Linked DNA regions of Sus scrofa: region 1 is linked to region 2. A link is a contact called in public promoter capture Hi-C data. All regions are on one chromosome and are shown on one strand. Each heading gives the region's core, a stretch centred on a gene start, on an enhancer-like site or on the middle of the called end of the contact. The rest is flanking DNA. Distances are from core to core; before and after follow the strand shown. Region 1 overlaps PEPD (xaa-Pro dipeptidase). Region 2 holds the start of CEBPA (CCAAT/enhancer-binding protein alpha).

What was found. Promoter capture Hi-C pulls out the DNA fragments that hold promoters and counts their contacts.
Region 1: a contact with region 2 is called in a promoter capture Hi-C map of liver, with 14 times the contacts expected there. The contact joins the enhancer-like site here to the promoter of CEBPA in region 2. A contact is called at or near these places in 3 of 5 promoter capture datasets (fetal liver and liver), 12 of 47 Hi-C or Micro-C datasets (embryonic fibroblasts, fetal liver, fetal skeletal muscle and 6 more) and 2 of 2 datasets of contacts at active chromatin or transcription factors (alveolar macrophages and skeletal muscle).

Annotation. Positions count from the first base shown.
Region 1 is chr6:43,187,882-43,194,653 of Sscrofa11.1, forward strand. PEPD (xaa-Pro dipeptidase) reads right to left here. Exons shown (of 15, transcript XM_005653273.3): 12 at 1,216-1,364. Among named protein-coding and RNA genes, the nearest start is that of CEBPG, 26 kb to the left of the region's middle. Within about 2 kb of position 2,945, at least 14 of the 83 cell types and tissues checked have an H3K27ac peak or open chromatin away from gene starts, as enhancers often do. A contact at or near this core is called in liver, mesenteric adipose tissue, omental adipose tissue and 2 more, where this site is marked.
Region 2 is chr6:43,082,997-43,089,670 of Sscrofa11.1, forward strand. CEBPA (CCAAT/enhancer-binding protein alpha) reads right to left here and starts at 2,888. Exons shown (of 1, transcript XM_003127015.4): 1 at 204-2,888. The coding sequence starts at 2,714. The coding sequence ends at 1,650. LOC102160718 (a long non-coding RNA gene) reads left to right here and starts at 3,122. Exons shown (of 2, transcript XR_002344625.1): 1 at 3,122-3,402; 2 at 3,873-6,182.

The sequences.
Region 1 (6,772 bases), core at 1,695-4,194, 100 kb after region 2:
TTTTCAAACACACTTGGCACAAGACGTTTTCTTCCTTGGCCGCGAAATCAGCCAAGTCCCGCTGATACTGTCACCTGTCAGGAGCTTGGCTTTAAGGTGTCCTTCTGTGTTTCCCCTTGGGGGCACATGTGAGTCCCCCACCCTTGGGCTGATCTGATCACCAAGCTCTGTTCCCGCTGGACAAGCGAGGGTGTGAGCCCCCGACCCATCGGTCCACTGCTCCTTGGCCTCTGGCGGGCCCCCAGGGCTGGCTGAGGGGGCGGCGGATCGGGAAAGCCCTGCTCTCCGGGTGCCTCCCCTGAAGGCGACAGCTGCTGAGGAGCCCTCACAGCCGCACCAACTAGCTGAGCCATGAGCCGGGGGCCCTTACAGCTTGACCACTTGGGATCTTTTTTTCTGTCTCTTTGTCCTTTTAGGGTCGCACCCGCAGCATACGGAGGTTCCCAGGCTAAGGGTCCAACCACAGCTACAGCCTTCCGCCTACGCCACAGCTACAGCAATACGAGATCCGTCTGCAACCTACACCACAGCTCATGGCAATGCCGGATCCTTAACACACTGAGCGAGGCCAGGGATCGAACCCAAAACCTCATGGTTCCTAGTCGGATTCGTTTCTGCTGCGCCACGAAGGGAACTTCTTTTTCTTCTTTTTCTTTTCATAAATAAAAGCTTCACGGAGGGAGGCAAACCTGACTGCCACGGTTCCCCTGTTTCAGTATGAACTCAGGGTCCTCAGAGGGCCCACAGCCTCCACTTGCCATTTCCTAAACCCTTGGGGAGTCACGGCTCCCGCCACCCCAGCCACAGCCGCCAGGCCCGAACAAGAGCGTCCTCCACACCCAACCAGATGCCAGTGTCCAAGCCAGCTAGGCCCTCCCTGGGGCAGACTCTGCTTCGGGGCCGGGTAGGGGACCTGCTGACATCCCAGGGGCCCGTGTGGGCAGGTGGACGTGCAGGTGGAGGAGGTCAGAGGGGACACGGGGTGACCTGGGGCTGAGATTCCCCCATCCCAGCTCTGCCCCAGCTTGGTGGGCAGCGCCCTTTTCCAGGAGTGACCCTGTGGACCTGATTCCACCTAGAGCCTGACTGAGCACGACGGGGGAGCAGACTCAGGTCCCAGGGCGCAGGACCTGCTCCGCAGAGGCGCCCGGCCGCCCAGCCCCCCGTGCGCCCACGCCAGGTGTGTCCCCCCGCAGGCGCCGCCCCTGCCCTCACCTGGCTTCATGGAGTTCATGACGGCCCGGCAGCTCCGCAGCACCGCCTCGTAGATGGCCTTCTGGTCCTCGGTGAACTTGCCGTTGGCGGGAAAGGAGCACGTGATATCCGAGGCGAAGCAGTAGTACTCACCGCCCATGTCGAACAGGCTGCGGGCAGAGTGGCGGTGAGGCCAGGGGACGCACAGGGGCACCCCCGCCCCCGCCCCGGCCTACTTCCCTCAGGGGCGCTGGGCCCGAGCTTTCTCGAAACACGGCCCATGCAGGCAGCAGCTCGGGGCCCTCTCACCCCAGGGTCTCCGCACGGGGCATCCTGGGAGACCTCCGACTCCAGAGCAGGAAGGCTGTGGGTGTGGGACCAACCCTGCCCACCCACCTCACCCTCCACTGGCCGAGCCTCGGGATGCACGGCGGAGGCGGCTCCCTAAGGAAGGAGCAGAGATGTCCCCAGCCCCGACCTGGCCTCTACACCGGCCCTCCGAGAGACCCTCCCAGGGCCGCCGTGCACCCAGCGTGGGGCACAGCTGCAGCTCATGAGGGGCCGCTCACCAGAGCTGGAGGGGACCTTGAGACAGACACACCCACCTGACAGAAGACGCGGGCTGAGCCGCACTGCCTGTCTCTTGCAGGCCCTGGTGTCGGAGTGAAAACCTAGCTGACAGCTCCGGGGTCCCCTTGGCCAGAGGAGAGTGGCCCTCTCCCCAGTGGGGTGGGACAGTGTGCTCTGCTTGGCCGGCCAAGCCCCCAAGTTGGGGACCTCTTGGCTCCCAGTACCCCCAGGTCACAGGGCAGGAGGCACGAATGGCAGGAGCAGAGAGTGGAAGGAAAGAAGCCCAGAGCTGGGAGTGCAAAGCGGCTGAGGCTGGATGCCGCGGGGACAGACACACGGGCCTGCTGAGTCAGGGGGATGGCCCAGCTGAGCCTGGCCTCCGGACACCCCATGACAGGGCCTGGCTGCAGGGGGGCTGGGAGGGAACGGGGGGCAGGGAGCCTCACCCCCACACCCCTGCCACCTGACTGTGTGCTCATGGCCCCTAGTCACGGGCAAGTCGAGCGAGAATCCTAGCCCGAGCTCCCTCCGTGGTAGGAGGAGACACAGTAAGTGAGGGGCTGCCGGGTCCAGGCCTGATGATGGGGGCCCCAGATGAGAGGAGTGGAGTGCAGAGACGGAGTGGCCTCCTCATCCGGTCCCACCCGGGCACGCACAGAGCAGAGGCCCACTAGCCCCCTGTCCCCTTCTTGGGGTCATAGTCAAGTCATGATGCTGATGGTGACAAAACCGACTGAGGGGCCCCAGTCCAGTGCCAGAGCTCGGGCCCCTGCCGTGTTTCAGAGCCAGATGGGGCGGAGGCGGTGGCAGCGGGCACTGCCCTCTGTGACTGGCTAGAGCCCGGCTCCCCTCCGTGCCTGGCTCCGTCCGTGTAGTGCAGTCTGAGGCCACACGAATCCTGGCAAATCTGAGCCCAGGGGCAGAGCCACGCCTCCCATGACAAGGGCCTCTCACCCAAACCCTAATTCTAATAGTAAACACAATGGCTCAACCAACATTCCAGAGGCTGCCCGTGTGCCTGTCTCTGGGGACCCCGACTCCGCGCCCTTCAAGGGGGAGCAAGCTGATGGCAGCCCCAGCGACTCCACAGAAAGATTTCTAAAGGAAAGGACGCTCTGCTGGAATCCAAAGTCCCCAGTCAGGCACTTTTTAATCTGCTGTCTTTTTTCCAATTGCAAAACACCATAAACAATGTCAACAGTGCAAAAAGCACCAGATAACAACTCAGGTGATTCTTAGGAGCGGGGGAAGAGCTTCCCTGGCACGGCAGGGGATGTCGGATTGGGTCACAGACTCCGGGGAGACCCTGCCTGGGGCAGCCCAACTTGAGGAGACCTGCCCAGGCCTTGTGTGGGAGCTGAGGACCAAACGGTGAGCGGCCCCGGGCAGACACGCCCAGGCATCCAGTCCCCAGACGCTGCAGAGGTAGAGGCACCAGGGTGTTTGGGCTGACAGCTGCCTGCAGGTGTTTACTCAGTCCTCCCTCCAGCTGGCCAGGCAGGCGGGGTGTAGCTTGGCCCTAAACCACAGGGAAACGGAGGCTTTGAACACTGGTCCAGCTAAGTCCCGAGTTGGGGGTTGGCAGTTCAGGGCCCAGGGATGGGCATCTCTGTCCTGGCTGCGGAGCTCAGCCTTCAGGGCCTCCGTGTTTCCCCTTTGAAAAGGCAGGCGGGAGTTCCCATCGTGGCTCAGTGGTTAATAAGTCCAACTAGGAACCATGAGGTTGCGGGTTCGATCCCTGGCCTCACTCAGTGGGTTAAGGATCCAGCATTGCTATGAGCTATGGTGTAGGTTGCAGATGCGGCTCGGCCTGTGTTGCTGTGGCTCTGGTGTAGGTTGGAGTCTACAGCTCCAATTAGACCCCTAGCCTGGGAACCTCCATATGCCATGAGTGCAGCCCTAGAAAAGACCAAAAAGAAAGAAAAAAAAGAAAAAGAAAATAAAATACAGACTCTACTACCACTGGGGCAGGCTGGTGTCCTCTGGGGCCGGCGTGCAGGCAGGCACCTGGAGTGGGCCCGTGGCCCAGGTTCACCCGGGGAGCAGAGCACTCCCCTTTGGGCTGCTCAGAGGCAACAAAGGAAAATGGTCTGTGGTTTGTTGATTTAGAACGTCCAGGAAGGGCCTGAGCAGACAGGACAGAGCCAAGAGTGTGGGCACAGATTCCTGGGGGGCCACCACTTCAGAGGGCGACCTGTAGCAGCACCTGGGGCAGAACATTCTATTGGACCGTGCAGATCTCCAAGAAAACCAGAAATCGTGCTCTTGAAAAAGCCGGGGAGCCCACAAGAGCGCACCAACTGCTGGAGCCATCGGGAGAGCGCCAGCAGGCCTCTTCCCCAGGGCAGACGAGATGCCTGACCAAATCCTCCCTGCTCTCCTCAAAAAAAGAAAGTGGGAAGGGGCATGCTTGGAGTTCCTCTGCCAGCCTGGCTTTCGCGCTCAGATTCTAGAAGACTTCCGCTGTATTTTTTGTTTTAAGATCATCCGCTTTCTGGAGAAGGAAGTGTACACCCAGCCGGCCAGCTCCCTCCTGCCCGGCGATGCGGGGCCACGGGGCTGAGGTCTATTTTCGTGCTCTCAGTTCCCTATCTTTTTCTGCTTTTTTTTTTCTTAAATCCCCCTCCGAGTTCCTACATGCAGAAGTTATTCAGATTCAAGCCATTCTGGAATCCAGGGACGACAGCCATCTCCTTTATAAATCATCTCCCTCCAGCTCCTCCGTGTCCACTCCATCCCCTGACTGCACACTGACGACGCAGGATTCGCTCATACTTTGGCTCAACCCGGAACGCAGGATCCTTCCTCCCCGGCTGCCTGGGGACACCCCCCGGGGACCCTACCAGCTTTGGCCGAGTGGATGCGTGTGATAATCAAAGACATCTGGGGAGATATTACACATCTCCGCGCAACATGCTGGCGTCTCCTGCCTCACACGTGTTCATCTGGTTCTATTTCTGGCTCGGATGAGAGGCTCTGTCTTCCATTGGCTCCTCCTGGGCAGCTTCAGGCCCGGGCTACCTGCCACCACTGGCCCACCCAGGCCCTCCCTGGACCCCCCCTCAATTCCCTTGGCCCCACTGCCGGCAGGCGGCCGATGAGATGGTTCGGCCAGTGATGTGAGCCTTGGGAAGAGTTGGGGGGAAATGCTCCAGTGTTGATACAACGGCCACCGTGCACTTGGCCCGCGGCTGCGTCTGCATCTCCAGGTTGTGGGTCCAGCTCTCCGCTGCCTCTCACGGCAGGTCGGCACTTGCTCACAGACCTACTCACCATGGCGGGAGCATTTCAGACCCCAATGTGCACCCGCCCTAGTCTGCGTCCCAGACCCAGCTGGGGATTTCTGAGCCGGAGGAAACTCCGGCTTCCTGCAGACCTCAGCATGAGACAGAGGGCAATGCCGACCGCTCCCCTGCCTGTTGCTGCGCCGCGGTGGGCAGCCCCTCCAGAAGAGGCCCACTGCTCCTGGCCAGACCTTCCCTGCAGTGCCAAGCCCCAGGTGTGACTGGCGGGGCAAAGGCCACCACTCGGAGCCCTGTGGCTCCCTCAGCGCCACAGGCTCACTCCCCAAGCCGACCCCTCCCCTGTGCCCTCTGGGCATCCCTGTTCCCCAATCCAGCCACAGGGTAGCTGCTCATGCAGGGCCCGGGCAGACAGGAAAGCCACCCAAGCAACCAGCCCTCCCCAGGGTGCGGGGTGACGAGGGCCTGCTGTGCGTCTGCATGGAACTGCTGTTACCTTCCTAGGGGTGACGTGGGGAGAAGCAGAGCACCAGTGTGGGCAGTGTCCCCGGGCCCATCCTGTGGGCGGGACACAGTGGCCGCACACCCCGGGGGGTGCTGCCATCACAGCACAGTGGGGGGCAGGGCCGGGCATCACGGCAGCGGCCTCTGCGGGGGAGGCGGTGAGTCGGTGTCACACGCACGGCACATGCTTCGTTTCACTTTTCCGTAAGCAGTGTCCCATGGTGTCTGCGAGAGCACAGACTGTCTGGACCGGCGCTTTCACACTGTGGGCTGTGACGTCAGCCGCGTGGGGTGTGGGGAAGAGGCACAAACGATGGCACAGGATGGACAGAAACCCTGTGGGAAGGGTGTCTGGTCACTATCTGGATGTCTCTGCTTACACGGTACTGGGTCAGAATGTAAAGCCTGCCTCAACCCGGTCAGCAGGTTGAAGGCCACGGCCACTGGTCTGCACCGACGGCTGACCAAGGTCTGTGCCTCACCCCCGCCCCCTGAGAGTAGTATCTTGCCCGCAGGACGGGAGCATGTCCTTAAGGCCATAAGGCCATCAAATGCTCAGGATGGGGCTGGTCTGAGACAACCGAGTTGAGTTCTCTCTGAGGAGACGGTGAGGTGGCGGGTCTGGGCTGGGTCTGGCCTCAGGGAGACAGGCCTGGAGGTGACACTTGCTCTCTAAAGATGACTGAGACCTCAGGCGCCAGAACGAGTGGGGGCTGGGCGCCCCTCAGTGGGGCAGCAGGGAGCCCCAGATACAGACTCGCCCCTCTGTGGGGCAGCAGCACAGCAGCAAACTTAGCAGGCGGAACTGTCCCATCGCTGCCTGAGGGGCCCCCCTGAGAGGCGGGCACCCTGCAGCCTGTGGGGGAGGGGCGGGGTGTCTGTGACAGAGACACAGGCCCCTGCCTGAGGCACAGCGGCCCAGGACAGAGGGTTGAGGTGGGGCGAGCTTCCCCAGGAGTTTAAACTAAGGTCTAGTCCCCAACAACCTGCAGAATTAACAGGGAATTAACTCGAGAGAGGGGCAGGGATTGCTGGCAGGTAACGGAGGGGCTGGCGGGGAAGAGCCTGCCCGGGCCATGCCCTCTCAAGGCCTGGCTCCTCGTCTGCGGGAGGAAGCCAAGGAGCAGCAGGGAAGCCTTGTAGAGAGGGTCTGATCCCGCCTCGGCTCAGGGAGCAGTGGCACATATGGCCCACCCACCACTGACACGTGCAGGTGTCTTCTGGGGCCCCCTGGGAGGAACAAGGCAGCCCTGACTTCTGTG
Region 2 (6,674 bases), core at 1,638-4,137:
CCTGGAGCCTTGTCCTCCTCCTGTCATTTATTTGCCTTGGTTGGGAGAAGTCACCCCTTAATGTGCAGAGGGGCTCGGGATGGGTGGAGAGCTCATGAGGCCAGGATCTCCGCCAGAGAATATGCTGCGATTATTTACAAATGTGACCTGGCCCAAAGACAACCTTGGAAGTAGCTTTCCTCGTTTTAAAAAGACACCAAAACTGACTTTGATATGTTTATATTATAGATATAATACATAAACATCTAGCATGAAACTCTACGTTCTCCCCCAAAGAAGAGAACCAAGCTGGCCTTCCCCGCTCCCAGGCCCAGCGATCTAATGTGTGTGTGCTGGCCGGAGGCTGCCTCCCTTCCAGACCGGGAGCCAGGGCCTCTGTTTGGGGCGGGGAGGGGGGGGACAAGCCTGTGGGCAGCCAGGGCTGGAGGGGACCGAGGCCCACAGCCCCCCCCCGGGGTGGGGGAAGCTGAGGGGAAAGGGGAAGCCCACCTCGCCTCTTTGGTTCCCCTGGGAGCAAAAGCAATCCCAAAACCAAAAGGAAAGACAGCCGCAGACCCTCCCTGCAGCTGCTGACGAAGAGTCTCATTTTGGCAAGTATCTGAGCAAAACCAAAACAAAACAAAAACCAAATAAAATGGTGGTTTAGCATAGACGTGCACATTCACATTGCACAAGGCACCGCTGGGACACAGAGAGGCCAGATACAAATGTTGATATCGGCTGATAAAGCAAAATATTTGGAAAGCTTCTCATAACTTCGGTCCCTCTGGGATGGACTGATTGTGCTTCGTGTTTGTATGGCAATGCTGGCGACATACAGTACAGACAAGACTGGTGGTCCCAGTGTCCCATTACCACCCCCACCCCACCTCGTCCCACCCCCCAGACCAGATCTCTAGGTTCCCTGCTCCCACCAGGCCACCACCCCCAGGAACATATGGCCTCAGAGCTAACCCAGGACCTAGTTTTCTCATCTGACTGGGGGCAGGAGACTCCCACTGGTCACCTGGTGACTCCTATCTCAAATGAGTCCAGCCGCAAGAGCCCAGCCTGTGGCAGGCTGGGAGTTCAGAGGCAAGGAACTTGGGACCCTCCACCTTCATATAGAACTAGGGGAACAACCTTAGGTTCAAAGCCCCAAGTCCCTGTGTTTCCTCCCCTCCAAGGACAGGCGCTGAGGAGCGGCTGGGGCTGGTTTATAGGGATCTCTGCTCCCTGAACCTTCCTCCTGCCCCCCCCCGCCCCGGGGGCTGCACCCCTCCTTCTATTGCGGGGGAGAGGGGCCTGCTGCAGCAGGAACCCTCCAAATAAAATGACAAGGCACATATTTGCTCCCCCTACTCGGTAGGAATCGGAGCGGTGAGTTTGCGTTTCCAAGGCACAGGGTTATTCCTTTAATACTAGAGTTGCCGGGCTCCCGGCTCAGCCCCACGGCGCTTCTCCTCTCTGCCTGATCCCTCATCTTAGACGCACCGTGTCCGGCGCCGAGGAAGGCAAGGGGCACACGCGGCAGGCCAGGCTCTCAGGCGGCACCCGAATCTCCTAGCCCTGGCTTGCGCGGCTCCGGCAGTCTTGAGATCTGGAGACCCGAAACCACTCCCTGGGTCCCAGGCAGCGGCCGGCCCAGGGCGGTCCCGCCGCCGCGCGCCTCAAGCGCAGTTGCCCATGGCCTTGACCAGGGAGCTCTCGGGCAGCTGGCGGAAGATGCCCCGCAGCGTGTCCAGTTCGCGGCTCAGTTGTTCCACCCGCTTGCGCAGGCGGTCATTGTCACTGGTCAGCTCCAGCACCTTCTGTTGAGTCTCCACGTTGCGCTGCTTGGCCTTGTCCCGGCTCTTGCGCACCGCGATGTTGTTGCGCTCACGCCGCACCCGGTACTCGTTGCTGTTCTTGTCTACCGACTTCTTGGCTTTGCCTGCGCCGCCGCCGCCGCCCGCGCGCAGGTCGGGGTGCGCTGGGGCCAGCCCCTTGAGAGCGCCGCCGGGGCCTGGCAGGCCAGCGGCGCCAAGCGCGGGCGCTGGGTGCGGGCTGGGCACGGGCGTGGGCGGCGGCGTGGGGTGGCCGGGCTGCAGGTGCATGGTGGTCTGGCCGCAGTGCGCGATCTGGAACTGCAAGTGCGGGGCGGCCAGGTGTGCGGGCGGAGGGTGTGAATGCGGTGGTGGCGGTGGCGGCGGTGGCTGGTAGGGAAAGAGGCCGGCCAGCGCCAGCTGCTTCGACTCGTCCTCCTCGCGCGGCTCCTGCTTGATCACTAGCGGCCGCAGCGCCGGCGCCCCGACGCGCTCGTACAGGGGCTCCAGCCTGCCGTCCAGGTAGCCGGCCGCCGCGCAGCCGTAGCTGGGAGGGGGGCCGTGAGCCCCCCCGGGCATGACGGCGCCGCCGGGGCCCACGGGGGCGCCCGGGTAGTCAAAGTCGCCGCCGCCTCCCGCGGGGGCCGCGGCCGCCTTGGCCTTCTCTTGCTGCCGGCTGTGCTGAAACAGGTCGGCCAGGAACTCGTCGTTGAAGGCGGCCGGGTCGATGTAGGCGCTGATGTCGATGGACGTCTCGTGTTCGCAGATGCCGCCCAGCGGCTCCGGGGCGGCAGGTGGGGCTGGGGGCTGCGCGGGGCCCGCGCCCCGGGGAAAGCCGAAGGCGGCGCTGCTGGGCGCGTGCGGGGGGCTCTGGAGGTGGCTGCTCATCGGGGGCCGCGGCTCCGCCTCGTAGAAGTCGGCCGACTCCATGGGGGAGCTAGAGTCCTCCCGGCATGGCGAGCCTCGGCGGCCTCCAGCCCGCGCGGGGCGCCGCTGCTGCCGCTGCCCACCCGGAGACCCTACTCACTCGCGCCCGCGCAGCTCCCGGTCGCGAATGGCCAGGCCTGCGCGGGCCCGGTATTTATACCGCGGCGGCCATCGCCCTCTAGTGTCCAAACCGGTCTCGGACCTTCGGCGACGGTGGAGCGGCGCCTCCTGGGTCTTAGCGCCTGCGATCGTTAGAGGGCGGTGAGTGGGGCAGGAGCGCAGCACTGACTGGGAGGGGCGGCGGCGCAACGCCCACTACCCCCTGCGCAGCAAGCTGAAGGGTGACCTGCGAGTGGTGCCCCACCCTCCGAGGAGTGGTTGCCCCGGCGCACACGTGGTCCCTGGTGAGGCCCTCTCCTCTGGCTTCCCCAGGGCACCCACCGTCTGCCAACGGCAGGGGAGCCCGGGAGCACCCAGACGCCGCTCAGAGAGCTGTTGGTGGTGGAGGGCAAGTCTTGGTCTCTGAGTTTCTGTGGCGCGAACTCGCTTTAAAAACTAGAACCAGTTTTGTCCGGGTCCAGGCTCTCTGGAAAGCGGCGGCGTAGAGAAAGCACCGGGGGTTCGGGGGCAGGGAACAGTTTTGGACCTGCGGCCCAGCGTACACTGCCCGGTGGAGAGGCCGAGGAGAGAGGTCCGGAGCGCGGGGATCTTGCGTCTTTTTGATCTCCAGGCGTCCCCACGGATTTCGCGCAGAAGTACCTCTCCCCAGCCCCACCTCTTGCCGTACTCCAAGGTTCCGCGGCTTCGCACCGACCGGCGCTAGGACCCGGCGGAGAGTGGAGGGAGGGGGAGGCGGACGAGTCCAGGGAGTTTGGAGGACCCGGTCGGTCCATCCGCCTGGGCTGGAAAACTTTTTAATTACTTCTCCTAACCGGAGTTCTAGGTGTTGCTAGGCGCGCAGAGTTGGCGCTGCTACCTGGCGCGGGGCCGCCAACTTTTTCCTGTGGGACTGGCCGAGCTGGATTCCGGGGCTGGGGGACGGGGCGAGGGGGGACGCACCAGAGGGAGTAGGCGAATTTGACCCAGGGGCGCGGATCGCGAAGCGGGGTTGGCGGTCAGCGGGGTTGGAACCCACAGCCTTTTCCTCTCCTCCCCATTCAGGTGGGCTCCAGTACCGGAGCGAGAATATCGAGGGAGCCGAGGCCTCGGAGTCTCGGTGGCCTAGAGTCCGAACACCGACTGGGAGAACCCTGCAGAGTGGTTTGCAGGGCGCTGAGTCCCCAGAATCCTGGAGAACAAAGCGGCCCGGCCCGGGTGACCCCTGAGCGCCGCCTTCCCCCCCCACCCCGACACACACACAGCTGAGGGGGAAGGGGTTTATGGCAGCGCCTTTCCCCAGCCACGTGGCGCCTCGCGCGTTCTTCTTTGGGATCGCGGGGACAGCCGGCTCCCTTGAGGCGTCGTGGGCCAGCAAGTCTCCCCGCCTCGACCTCCCCCGCCCTCATCGCCCCTTAGATTAAGTGCGCTGAGGCCCATCGCCGCCATGGGTGCTGTTTTGGAAGTATGCCTGTTTGAAAATCGCCAGGCTGTGCGGGTCAGGACCCTCTCCCGGACAGTGGCCTTCCAAAGGCTGGCAAGTTGCCACAGCCCGCCCAGGAGCCCTCAAGGAGGCGCAGCGCGAAAGCAAGGCCTGGGGAGGCGGAGGTTCCAACTGTGGTCGCAGTAAAGCAGCAACTTCGTCTGGGGAACACATACTCTGCTTTAATCAAGTTCCTATTCAACATATTCCCAGTGATTATTGGCCCAACTGCTTCATTTTTTTTTTTTTTTTTTTTTTTTTTGGTCCAGAGCTCATACATAAGATATTTTCAGTTCGATGTTTTTGGACTGGGAGTGAAAGTAGATACATTAAACGAATAACCTATGTGAGCTGAGGAGCTGGTCTCTGGGCCTGGATCTAGGACCATTTGTACACGTGCACCTGTGGAGATCTGGAGGGAAACCCCAAAACAGGGCATGGGATTTTCATTTTTTCTGCAATGCTAAAAATAACGGTCTGCCCTAGTGCAGGAACAAAGAAAAGACAATTGGAAGTGCCCTGTTTTAGCATACACCTGCTCTCCTGTGCAGGTATCAGGAATGTCTCTTCTTAGGATCTGGGGATATTGCAGAGGCCCCCAGGACTGGGGGAGTACCAGAATAAGGCCTTATCAATAAAGCCTTATTGTGGGGGGAAGAGAGGCACCACAGCCAGGGCTGTAGATCCTTCCACAGCAGAACCAGAAAGCTCCCCACTACGCCAGCTCTGTGCAAGGTGTTCAGTGGTCAGAGGTGAGTGAGAAGCAGCCCCTGCCCTCTCTCGGAGCCTTGGGCATAGCTGGGAGACAGACAGATCTTCACACAAAGTCACAAGGGCCTCCTCAATGAGGAGGTGATGCCGAAAGAGCCAGAAACGAGACTGGCTAGAAGCATGGAGTGCAGCAATTCGTCATATGTCCTTTAGGAGGTACCAGTGCAGATGAACGATGGATGTGCTATAATAAAGCTGTGCAGACACATATGGGGCTTTGGAGGAGGGTGCAACCAGCTTTTGGGGGGATAGTGCTATGGGCTAAATTTTGTCCTCCTGAAAATTCATATGTTGAGCCCTAACCCCCATTGTAACTCTATTTGGAGATGGATTTTTCAGGAGGTGATTAAGATTAAATAAGATCATAAGGGTGGGGTTCTAATCTGATAGGATCGATGGGCTCTCTCGCCCCCCCCCTCAGCCATGTGAAGCCAGAGGGAGAAGGTGCTGGCATTTGCAAACCAGGAAGAGAACCCACAGCAGAACCCAACAATGCTGGCGCCCTAATCTCAGACTTCTAGGCTTCAGAACTGTGAGAAAATGCATTTCTGTGGTTCAAGCCCCCTGTCTGGTATTTTGTTAGGGCAGCAGGCACTGACTGAGACCAGAGGTTGAGGAGGGCTTCATGCAGCCGTGGACCTTTGATCCGCACCTTGAAGGATGAGCAGGAATTTGCTAGAAGGAGAGGTGCAATTTGCAGAATGGCAGGTGCAAAGGTGGAGCGGCTGCGAGTGCATGGCGTGTTCTGGTAACAAAGGACAAGATGTTTGATGGGCTGGAGTGCAGGGATTGCTGGGGAGGGGCCTAGATAAGGCTGGATGCACAGACAGGGCTGGGCTCACGGCCAAGGTGGCTCCGGGTGAAGGAGGACTCTCTCACAGGGTTTTGCCGCCCAGCTTCTAGCAGGGGAGCTCTGTGATCCAATGTGGGTTCCTGAAAGGCCACAGTGGGAGGGGCTGGAGAGGGAAGGGATGACCGGATGAGAAGCAGTGGCAACCTGAGGCCCCAGGATGGGGGACAGAGGGCAGGGATGGATTTGAACAAATTGTCAGGACTTGGGAGTCTGGGTAGGGGCTGAATGCCTGGCTTCCGGCTGGGGTTACTGTCTGTCCACAACATAAGCGATGCAGGGAAAATAGAGGGTCTCGTTCAAGCCCCTGGAGGTCGTGGGGTCTCACCACCCATAGGACACTCCTTGCCTGATTTGCAGTTCTGGAAGAGAAGACCATGACCCAGGAACAGTCGCCAAGATCTGCCTTCCATAATCTAGTTTTTCCTTTGAAGTCTAAGAGAACATGTGTCTTGGGATGAGGAGAAAGCTGTTTAGAGGCCAAGTAGTGGGTTTGTGGGTGGGCTGCCCAGAGATGAGGGAGCGTCCTGGGGCTGGCGACACTGTGAAGCAAGAATTGGCTGCAGAACCCCAGAAGCAAGAATTGGCTGGAGACCCCAGGCTTGGCAGAGCCACTCTCCATGGGAAGTGCCCATGGCTGGAAGGGGGCTATGGCCTGAAAAATCACGTGGGCAGCCAGCATTTTGCTGGGATGGCTTGGGAGGGAGATGGCTCTGTGGCTCACGCTCTGTTGAGACAGAGCCAGTAATAAGAGAAGCTCATA